Linked DNA regions of Mus musculus: region 1 is linked to region 2. Evidence: chromatin contacts called from public Hi-C data. All regions are on one chromosome and are shown on one strand. Each heading gives the region's core, a stretch centred on a gene start, on an enhancer-like site or on the middle of the called end of the contact. The rest is flanking DNA. Distances are from core to core; before and after follow the strand shown. Region 1 has its middle 14 kb from the start of Gm36732. Region 2 overlaps Babam2 (BRISC and BRCA1 A complex member 2).

What was found. Hi-C and Micro-C count contacts between places; a contact is called where the count stands out from the background.
Region 1: a contact with region 2 is called in a Hi-C map of tail fibroblasts, with 3 times the contacts expected there. The contact joins two enhancer-like sites. A contact is called at or near these places in 11 of 39 promoter capture datasets (the 3T3-L1 cell line, 3T3-L1-derived adipocytes, cranial neural crest and 6 more), 1 of 15 datasets of contacts at CTCF or cohesin (the NIH/3T3 cell line), 13 of 484 Hi-C or Micro-C datasets (the C2C12 cell line, LSK cells, the MC38 cell line and 9 more), 2 of 115 datasets of contacts at active chromatin or transcription factors (CD8 T cells and Th17 cells) and 1 of 9 other capture datasets (adipose tissue).

The regions. Positions count from the first base shown.
Region 1 is chr5:32,196,019-32,201,624 of GRCm38.p6, reverse strand. No RefSeq gene overlaps it. Among named protein-coding and RNA genes, the nearest start is that of Gm36732, 14 kb to the right of the region's middle. Within about 2 kb of position 3,719, at least 115 of the 459 cell types and tissues checked have an H3K27ac peak or open chromatin away from gene starts, as enhancers often do. A contact at or near this core is called in the C2C12 cell line, the NIH/3T3 cell line, embryonic fibroblasts and 2 more, where this site is marked.
Region 2 is chr5:32,053,851-32,059,664 of GRCm38.p6, reverse strand. It overlaps Babam2 (BRISC and BRCA1 A complex member 2), which reads right to left. Exons shown (of 12, transcript NM_144541.1): 11 at 2,001-2,154. Among named protein-coding and RNA genes, the nearest start is that of Gm40277, 34 kb to the left of the region's middle. Within about 2 kb of position 3,819, at least 30 of the 459 cell types and tissues checked have an H3K27ac peak or open chromatin away from gene starts, as enhancers often do. A contact at or near this core is called in the C2C12 cell line, the NIH/3T3 cell line, embryonic fibroblasts and 2 more, where this site is marked.

The DNA.
Region 1 (5,606 bases), core at 2,470-4,969, 140 kb before region 2:
GGAAAGAGTAAAATGTTGTAATTATAATTTTTGAAAATTATTAGAAACGCACCACGTCCCTGAGAACAGTTAGAAGACAAGCTGTCTCCTAGCTCTTGCTACGGTTTATTCGGTTACGTAAAGCTGCCGTGAGGATGGGAAGTCGGAAGCTCACTCACGGAGGGAACAATTGGATTCCAGCTTACAGTCTCAGAGTCCTCAGCTGGTTTCAACTGCATGTTGTAAGCACCACCTGATGTCCTGACGTTCCTCTCTACTGGCTGCTCACTGTTTTCTTACTCTTGCTTTTGCAATAACCCTGACAAACTCATTCACTGAACTCCACAACCCCAGCTCTCGCATACCACTCTCCAGACCACACAAAATACTGTCCTTAGAGTTTAGCGAAACTCAGAGAACAGATGTCAAGTTGAGCCCTAAGGTGTAGGCCTTTGGTGACCATGACACTCCCACGTGACTTCACTGGCTGTGACACATGCAATGCATATGCAGGGGAATGGAGATTTCGGGACCATCAGTACTTTGTAGTCAGTTTCTTGGGGCCTAAAACTGCTCTTTAAAAAGTAGTTTGGGCTGAAAAGATAGCCTGGTCAGTAACTGCTTGCCTTGCAAGCTCAGAGATTTGAGTCTGAGCCCTGCTCCCTCAAACCCATGTGGAAAAAGCTAGACATGGTGGTGAACGCTTTTATACCCACAGATGGGGATGCAGAGACAGGAGGAATCCCCGGTGTTTGCTGGCCAGGTAGCCTGGCCTACTTAACAAATTTCAGGTCAGTGAAAGTCACTAACTAACTAACGAACGAACTAATAACTAACTAACATAAATGTTCCCTCTGACACACATATACACGTATACACAGAGGCAGCGAGGGAGGAGGAAGGGACAGACAGAGACACAGAGACTAGAGAGACTACTAAAAGAACAAAGCAAAGGAGTCCCAGTGTACTTTTTACCAGCTACTCAGCACAGGGTTCAGAAAAATCTCTTCTCTTCAGGAGGGGCCCAGCCTCCAATCTTGTTAGCTTTTTAGGTGGATGATTCGGTCACCCTTAATCTGGGTCACCATGTAGGGCAGTTTGTAGCTAGAGTTCTCTGCATGGTGACTCAGCTAAATGCCACCTTCCTGGGTCTCCCTTGCTATCTTCCTTCTTCCACCCACTGTCTGGTCCAGAGTATCATTTTCTGCCTAGAAACACACCACTCTCTAAAACATGCTTGTTTCTGGGCTCCTGCAACTCACAGAATTGCCACAAAAGGCAGAGACTCTATCCCTAGGGCCTAGAACAGCAGGTGGCACAAAATCAAGGTAGGAGCTCAATAAATACTTGTTGACTGAATAACCCTGTTACTGGCCAGCTGTACCACCAAGGGTAAAGCAGTTAAACCTTCCTGGACCTCAATTTACTCATCTGTAAAATGGGCAATTATACTTAATAATTGCACTCTCTTGCCTCAATGCTCTGCGTGTCCTAGCCAGGATCAGAGTGACCTTGTTTTCTGACTCAAGGGCTTCTTGGGCCACAGGATGATTGGGAGGTGCTTACGAGTTGCACCTCCAGAGGCCTGGAGTTGCCACACCTTCCTGCCTGAGGGTCTTCAGCTCCAGAGGGAGGTGGGAATGTGTGCTGGTAGATGGGTGTTGTTGGGGGTTCCTTCCCTAGAATGGCATCTTCAAGAGGGCAGGCATCTTGGATTGCGCTGACTCCTATTGCCACATGTGTAGAATAGTGCCCAGCACCCAGCAGCCCTATAGATGGTTCTGGAATGAGTGAGGAACAGCTCATACCAGCCATGCATGTTTCTATTCCTGGCTAAGTGCTGTGTGGGATACAAACAGTACTAGTAGATCCCCTCCCACCCACAGAGCCCTCTGAGCTGTTTGCACTTGCCTCAGCTCCTTCGATCCTCATGACAAGTCCATGAGATAAGCGTCATTACATCCCATTATCCCCAATTCACAGATGAGATAACTGAGGCACAAAGGGTTCAAACTGCCCAGAGCCACATTGCAGGTGAATGGTAGAGGTTGAGCTCAAACCCAAGCTCTCAGACTCAAGACTGCAGGCGCCTGTGTGTGGCTGGCTGTGCAAGGCTCAAGTGTGAGTGTGTGTAGGCAGGAAGTCTTATGAGGAAGACTGAGGAAGGGGCAGGTGGGAGGAAGAAAGCAAAGCCGCCTGCTATGGTGTGGGGTTCTGGGCTGCTTTAGTGAGCAAAGACCAGGAAGAAGGTCCTCGAGAGGGGCCTGTGACCTCAGTAGGGAACATCTGCAGGAAGTACATGGCCTCAATAAGAATGCCACTCTCAGGCCCAGACAGGCCCAGCTCCTTGCAGCTTCCTCATGGGGCACAGATGCCAAAGATGTGGGCAAACAGGTTTGAGGAATACAAAACCAACTTGAAGCTTTCTCCTCTTCCTCAAACAAGGCACCCAGCCTGAGCCCTCTCTCCTAGACCATAAGAATTCTTTCTAAAGCTGTGCGTCCTCCTCTTGCCTTTGCTAAAGTCCTTACAAGCCTCTGAATCAAACCTACTTACTTACACACACTGTCCCAGCCACCCAGACTCTGCCCCCGAACCCTTGCCCCTGGAAGCCCATGATCTCTGTCAGTCCCTGACTCCTGTCTCTGCCTTTTGAGACCCATATGGGGACCCTATGAGTTCTGTCCTTCCTCTTTCTGTGTCCTGTCCCTGAGGCACCTTCATCTCCTGCTCGATGTCTGAGTTGGTCCTTCTACCCTGGCCTCAGTCACTGGCACCTTCCCTGTAATTGGCAGCTTCAGAGGGTGGGGCTCAAGGCTCTGTACCTGTACCAAACCCCACTTGCTTTTATGAGTGGCACAGCCGCTGGTCATCCTGCACTGATCCCTACCAGAGATCCCCGGGGGACCAGCAGCTTAGCAAAGGCCCTGAGGCTGTCCTACCAGAGGCCTGAGGTTGATGGGGTTAGAGGCCATGAGGAGGAGATGGGGGGCAGAATGTGAAGAGGAAGGCAGGGACAGAGGCTCACCCACACCTGCTGGCCACTCAGCAGGGCAAAGATCACCCCAGTTAGCACTGGGACACAGCTACTGGACAGGAGGACCACTACAAAAGCGGACACAAAAATGCCCTTATCTCAGTGAGAATGAAGTTTCCCTGTCTATCCCCTGTCCTGGCAAGGCCCCAAATTTCCAGAGGGAAGGTGTCTGGACCACTCACAGGCCAGACTGCTGGGTTTACTGCTCATGCCACATGACTGAGCCCCAGAAGCACCCACCTCAGTCCACCCAAAGACCAGATCCCCCCACTCCTGCTTTATCGATAGCTCTGGGTGCAGCTTATCCCATCCGAACAGCTGGAAATGGGCTCCCAGGATGCCGGCAACTCCTAAGAGAGGATAATAGTCAACCACTGACCACATTAGCCAGTGACTTCTTACTCTTTCATGCTCCTGCTAAGCACTTACATGTGTTGTGACTTGGTGACTTCACCAGGCAGTTCCCTGAGATGGTTCTGGAGGCTACCGCGAAATGGTTCTAAGCCTAGACGGGATAACCATATGCTCACCCAGCCTGGAATAGTCCCATCTTACGTCTGTTATCTCAGAATCAGTACTGACAGACTATCGTTCTCATGCTCACATTGGGTGACTGCTCATGGGCCCTGCTCAGAGACAGCATCATGTGGCTGTCCCTAGAGGAGCAACGGGGCCGGAAGAATCAGACACCAGAGGGCAGCAGTGAGCTGTGTTTGTCTGGCTTGTCTCTGGCAAGGCACTGGTCCCATGGTAGGATAGGTGGAGACTAGCTGAGGAAGTGCCCAGACAGCTTCCTTAGAGCTCCAGCTCTGTTCAGGCCTACTACAACCCAGCTGGGTCCATCTCTTCCATCTGCCCAACAGAGAGAGCCCAACTAAACATGAGAGTCCAGGAGGGAAGAGAGACACTAACTAGTCCCAGTCTACCCAGCCTGGCCAGCCTCCTGTCAGGCCCTACTGTGGGCTTCACAGTAGGCTTAGAACACTCTGACTTTGATGAAACATACAGCAGTTCCCACCATGGCACGTGGTTGGAGATGTTTTTAGCCTTACCAATTTTCTCTGTGTAGAGAGATGCCTCTCTCTGCAGTAGGCAGAGATGAGCATCAAGACACAAGGGGGCATCACTTAACGCAGATGACTGTTTTGGCAAAGAAGCAAGTCATTGTATAATAGAAGTCAGAGTGTCAGACAGAACCTCATTCAGACAGACAGACATCTATGCATATGGTAGAGAACAGACTGTCACTTGTTTGTCCAATATGGTTCCAGACGACAACTGTTGTCCTGACCCAATGATTACTAACATCCCACCTCTTGCGGTGTCCCAGTTTGGAGAATCGACTACACAGTGCTGCCTACGAGGCATCAACTATGTGCCAGGGTTGGTGGCAGACCTGGGGGATGGGGAGGGAGATGATGTCCCAACTGCCACTCTCCAGGACTCACTGTTGCTGCTTGAGGACACAGACTGGGAAAGGAATGGAGAAGGTGGGGATGGTCACACTGCTAGAGGTCCCCTCAAGAACCTGCCAAGAAACATCTATGGATAGATCTATCTTTCTTGGTTTATTCAGAATTTTTAATATTTTAATATTTTTCCAGCTTTATAAGCTGCTTTAAAAAAAACCCAAAACAATTCACTATGTAGCTCATAGCAATTCTCCTGCCTCAGGCTCCCAAACACTTGGTTTTTTTTTTTTTTTTTTTAATTGCATGTATCTATTTGTCTCTGTGTATGCTGGGCAAACAGGTGTATGTTCTCTACATTCTGTATAGGGGTACACCTACAGATGAAGGTCAGAGGGGCAACTTGTGGGAACTGGATCTCTCCTTCTACCATGTGGGTCTCTTGCTCAGATTCAGGTGGTCCAGCTTAGTGGTAAGTGCCATCATAGGCTGAGCCGTCTAGTCAACACAAGCTGGATCATTACAGGCGTGTGCTGTGCGCTGCTACAAGTGGTGCTAATCCATTTTCTGGTGTGTGTGTGTGTGTGTGTGTGTGTGTGTGTGTGTGTGTGTGTGTGCCTATCCTAGAACCAGGGATGCTTTCGAGGTGCAGGTGTCTTAATGCCAAATCCCTTACCAGCAAGCCCACAATCCACTCTTCCAAGCCCCTGCCTTGTCTGTAAGCCTCCTTCTGAGTTAGATCCTCTCTGTGTCCTGCTCAGTTAACTTGAGGGCACCCTCTGGTGGGCAGCAAAGTCTCCTTGTCCCTCCGCCAATGTTACAGGGGAACTTTGTCCTGCTTCTCAGCAGAGCATGGCCTGACCCCATCCCACGATATCCTGGGTGACTGCATGAAAACCCCAGAGCTCCCCAGCACTGGAGGAGTTTTGCCTTATTTAGACATGGTGCCCTGGAGGAAGGAGAAAGGGAAGGAGGGGGAGGGGATGGCAAGTAGATAGGCACGAAGGAGAAGGAAGGAGGCTGGAGGATTCTGAGAACTAAGGGTCATGATGACATCATCACGGGAGGGTTTTGCTGGGGTCAGTGGGTGAGGGCGGGGCCCAGTGGCTGGGGCTCACGGTGACTCATTTATAGGAATGGGCTTTGTGTCTGCCGCAGTCATTTATTTAGTAAGCCATTAA
Region 2 (5,814 bases), core at 2,570-5,069:
AGGATAAACAGCTGATTTCACTCAAAGGGCTCTAGGGCTGTTCTAAACCATGAGAGTGTTTATGTGGTGGGCAGAGCTCCCCCAGTGAATTATAGCCTTTTACGCACTGTGTACAGTATTTTCATAGGATACAGACACGGGGCATGCGAGGAATGCTTCACTGACCTTTCGTTTTGTTCAACATTTTCCTCCATGCCTTTCTGCTAGTTTTCAGACTTAACCATAGGACAATTCTTGCTTACGTTTGCCCATTACCTGGCCTTTGACACAGCCTCATGTAATTACTCAGTTCAATTAAAGAATAGGGGCTAAAGCTACTATTTCTAGCCGGCACGAGCTGCTGGCTGTCTCTTTTATTACATCTAAAATGGATTTATCCTCACTAAACTAGCAAGCAGATTTTTTTTTTTAACACGACTTCAGATGTTTTCTTTAGACTGGTGTTAACATAAAGCAAATGTCTCTTGAAAGTCTGAACCAATCTGTTAAGATAAACAGGCTTCACTTACGATAACTCCTATACTGAAATCACAGGCTTGTGGTCTACAGCTCCTTAAAGATTCAATTCATACATGCTAAAATGCCTGCTTCAGAAGTACGCACACGCACACCAAGATTGCTTTGCCATGGAAACCACAAAGATATGTCTGCTTCAGACTCTGGAGCACATACCACAAATAATGGCCCATCTTCTAAGGGTAGATCCTATGTATACATAGGGAACGCCCAGAAAATTAAACAACAGCAAGACTTCAAACGGAAACCTTGCTTTAGATTTCCTTTGTTCCACTGCATGTCAACATAGGTCTTAATAGTTGTTACTAGTTACATTTGCATTTGTTTGTTTATTCCTTAAATAGAATTTCAGACTTCAGTAGCTTGGATATAAAGGGAAAATATAGGGAGAAAGGCACACGAGTTTCAGATAATAGCTCTGAGTGGCACACCGGGATTCTGGGTGGCTGGAGTACTGGAGAAGGGGCACTCTTGTAGAGCCTTGAGCCTACCACATGTGAGGGTTTAGTAGTAGAGAGATGATGGGAGAGGCCAGGAGGGTTTTCTCTGGGAAGAAAACTCAACCAGGAAATGGTTGGTAAGAACAGGAAGTCTTAATAATCAAGAAGTTTCTAAGCCTGGAAGGTCATCTTTTGTTATGGGTACTTTAAAGCTGTCAGGAATTTGGTATGATTTATCTCCTTGCTAGGCTACAGGCTCAGTGAAGCCATGGATAGTTTCTAGTTTCTTTATCATGACATCCTCAGCATGGCACACAGTGCCTGGAACACTGTAGAGGGTAGTAACTATTGGATGAGCAGTGGAGGATGCTTATGAGCCACTTCTCTTTCTATGATTCTTTGGCTCTGCCCACCCTTCAGCTGAGATCACAGGTAAGAGCACATGGCTGTGCAGAGTGATAAAGTATTTGCCACACACCACACTATGGTTTATGTTTGGAAAATCCCACTTCAATCTACTGCTGCTTCAGGCTAGGAGGCAATGGTCCATACACTGCTGGCCCAGACCCTGAAGTCTTTACCATAGCACTCACCATGTTTCTGGATCAACCTGGTCCTTATGACTATAGTGACAGCCTTTCTATACTCAACTATTAAGGCTAGTAACTTTAATCTCCATTGAGACACAAGTTCCACAGCAGTGTTTGCAGATCTAAGGAGTCTGTGTACTTGAGTATACAAATCCATGCAACACACAGGAGAAACATAATTCATGAGATGCAGCTTCCCATGGAATAATAGACACTGAACTCATATACTGACTATTCACTAGAAAATCTGTTTACCAACATTTGAAATTTATCATTTAAAATACATAAGTGGTTGCCATCATTTTTATTATTGACATTATTTATCTACAACTTAACTTGCTATCTCATATCTCCTACAATCCATTTACCAAAACAAAAACCAACCAACCAACCAAACAAACAAACAACCCAAAGAGGCCACTCACGGCCAGTCAACTAACAATGTACCACTTACTTTGCTCTCTTGGCCATTTCATTTCCATCCCATCTGGGGCTGTATGGGTAGTTTTTTTGTGCTTGGGAGTAAAGCTGTCCACTGTTGGTAAAGTGATAGACTGACTGAAATGTGAGCGTAGGCTGATCTCGAGGGAAAAACAGGGGCAGGTCAACTGCAAGGCAAAAAAGGGGAAAAGATGGTTAGAGTTCATAAATACATCCTTTTTGTTTCTCCCAAGGCAGGGCTTCTCTGTATAGTCCTGGATGTCCTGAAACTCATTCTGTAGACCAAGCTGGCCTCAAACTCACAGAGATCCACCTGACTCTGCTTCATTCCCAAGTGCAGGGATTAGAGACATTTGACACCACTGCTCAGCAATAAACACATCTTAAGACATGTTTTTGGCTAACTCAGAATGCTGGGTACATGACAATTGGAGCCACAAGCACCGATTGAGGTTTGGATCAAAGCAATGGCATGAGGGACCACAGAAGCCGTGACACATGCAGAATCTTAGGCATAACCAGAATGGCGTCCCACACTGTCCGACCTCCTGGGCCCTGGCCTTGCCCATTGCCATTGCAGAGCTAGCCATGTAACTGTGTTAAGTTTCCATTATGCCATACGCTTTTCAAGGGCGGGACTGTGTCTTCCTCACCTACAATCTGATGGGGGAGCAGGATGAAAGATGGTTTTCAAGAACAAACTTGGAAAAGGGACAAAGAGGGCTTTGATAGGATGCACCAACTAGACTTCCAGAAAAATAAAATTATCATTCTGCTTCCAATCAAGTCGTGAAATCTCCATACTCAGCACTTTCCTTTTTTTCCCACATATGTTACCACATATATTTATATCTTGTAAATCAGAGGGAGCTCCTTAGTGGGCCGCAACAGGGGCAAATCTGAACAGAGACTCTGCTGCTGCCCATCAGAGCTGAGCCCAAGCCCCCTGCTAATATGTAGTGTTGCTTTAGCATTTCATTTGGGGGTTAAGTCAAGTTTTTAAAATAAAATCTCTTGTTAGTTTTAGTGGAGGCAAAGCATCCCCAGAAACTGTTTCAACATTCTCTGAGGTAGACAAAGTTTGTGTAAATGTTACCCATTTCCAGGACAGAGAATAGGCACATTAACAAATGCAGTAATGATGTGTATAGATTTTCTAGCTTTGCAGAGTTCATTTTAGATGCTTTGTTAATTAAAACTTCAAGAAAGGGACATTATTTTGAAACTGTGTGTTTAACAGCTGAGTAAACTAGAAAGTTCGTGGACTTTGTCAACTTTCTCATAGACTGGGCAGCAGCAGGGGACAAAATCTAAAGCCAGGATTGGAATCTTTGGCTCCTACTGTGTGACACTGCAGAATACTCTCCAATAACCTGCTTAAAATTGTGTTGCAATTACAACTCAGTCAGTAAGCCAGAGCCTCCACTGTAAAGCATGAACAAGGATGGAAATGTTAGCTGCACAAACAGATACATATTAAAGCAACATGTAAGGATGCTGTGGAGTGCAGTCCTACCCCTCCCCTCCTCTCCCCTTCTCTCCCCTCCTCTCCCCTCCTCTCCCCCTCCCTCCCTCCCTCCTTCGGTGCATACTGCTGATCCTAGCGCTTTCCCTAGATGTGACTTCTCAAAGGAAAAGTTAGCTTCATGGTTTTTGTTTTTGTTTTTTTAAAGAAATCTCCCAACAATAACTCACTGCCCCCCCAAAACCAAAACCAACCAACCAACCAGCAAAAACCTGTGTTGTTGGTAGAGCCTCTCAGACTTCTGAGTGTACCCGACTCTGACGATGTCTGACTCAGTGGCACAGGGGGTTTCTACTGGTGACTCACACCACTACCAACAAAAAGGGGCAGGACTGAGAATGACCACTTTTTAGTCACATTTCTCAGTGCCACAGTATGATAGCCTCCATACATGGCTATTTTTATGAAACAGAGATTGTATAACACAGAACAACAAAAGTATGAAAACACCAATCCAAATGACAAATACCTCAATTTAGAAAATCCTTGTAGGTCCTTCCCTATAGCAGGCTTGGTCTGTAACATCCTTGGCTACTCGGAACAAACACTGATTTCTAACCCTGTTACGTCCTTTCTGATGCTCATTTAATTCCCTCTGATAAGTTTTTAGGAACAAATGCCTGTTCATTGTACACTTTTCCTCAACTTCAATTGCAACTGCTGAGTAACACCCGAGTTTCCAAATAGGAAACAACATTCAGATTAACCTCCAAACCGATCATTAATAATAGAAAAGTATTTAACATGCTAGTTTACCTATGAAAAAAGAGTAATTTTAAATAAAAGAATTCAATGCAATCATTTATAAACAGCCATCACTCACTATCAAAAGTAATGTAGCTATGACTACAGGCTATGTGGCTTTCAAGCTACTGGCTTTGGGGACTTTAGACTACATTTTTCTAAAAAAAAAAAAAAAAAAAAAAAGAAGTGTGTGTGCGTGAGTGCGTGAGTGTGTGTGCGTGAGTGTGTGAGTGTGTAAGTGTGTGTGAGTATATGTGGATGTAAGTACATGTGTCAGTGCTTGTGCTTGTGGTGGTCAAAGGAAGATGTCATTCTAAGGAATGGCATCCACCTTTTTGAGAAAGGATCTCTCCAGTGGCCTGAAGCTCACAGTTGGACGAGGCCAGCTGGCCTACGCCTGAGCATCCCGTGCATCGGCCCTTTCAGCTGGGATCACAAGCACAGGTCACAACGCAGAGCTTTTAATAGGGATCGAACTCAGGGCTTCTTGCTAGTACTTTATGGACTGAGCCATTCTCCCAGTCCCCTGAAAAAAGAAACTTTTATACAGGTCTTGGTTTAGTGCTCTGGCTGGTGCCAAACTCCTGGGCTCATGAGATCCTTTGGCCTCTGACTCCAGAGTATCTGGGACATAGGTATACACTCCTGCATCTGGCTGGAATGCCTTCTAATCTTTTTTCCCACGATTTTGTTTTGCAGAAGTGAGTTGCTGGTATTAGTATTTGATATGTTTAGAAATATATTATTTCCTAGTTTTGAACTATTTTCTTTGACTCAAATGCCAATTAGTATTAGAAACATTAAAAACCAGAAATATCTATTTACCCACTCAAGTAAGACATGATTTTTGTTTTTACTTAAATATCAGCAAGCTCTATACTGATGTATATCATAATCCCCCAAAGCATTCATTACATGATCCTTTTTTGTCTCCAGAGAACAGCATGTCCTTATAGCCAATGTTCAAATCAAAACACTTCCTGTATCACAACTGGATTACTGGAAGAACAGGAATTGTCAAAGGATTTCAGAGATAAAAGTTGTCTATATGGTAGTTCATGCAGAGAACATAAATGTTTAAAGCTATAGATACCTTGCTCAGGTAAGCTGTATTCTATCTAATAGTCAGTAGTCAACAAAATGGTAGCTTCTTTAAAAACTACTCTATGTATAAAATGATGTAATAACTACAATATCTCAGAGCTACTTTGCATTTTTTTGGTATAAGATCTGAATAGTACAAATTAGTCAGAAGTTAGCAAAAACAAAACTTGTTTTCTCTTATCTCTAAATGTCTCTGTCACTTAACTTTTACTTAAAGTTAACTGATGAAAAAGAATTACTGTAGGCTTTAAGCAGCTAACTTGTTCTAAAGGAACTTTGTGGAGCCTAAGCAATTAGGCCTCACAGTTTGGCTATAGCTATCAATTCTTTAACCATTTGCTTTCTTGTGAGTGACTGGCACACACTTGATCCCCAGAACAAAATCATTCCCCTTGATCTACTACTTATTATCAGTAATTTTTTTTTTTTTGACAAATGCTTATTTTTTTCTCCT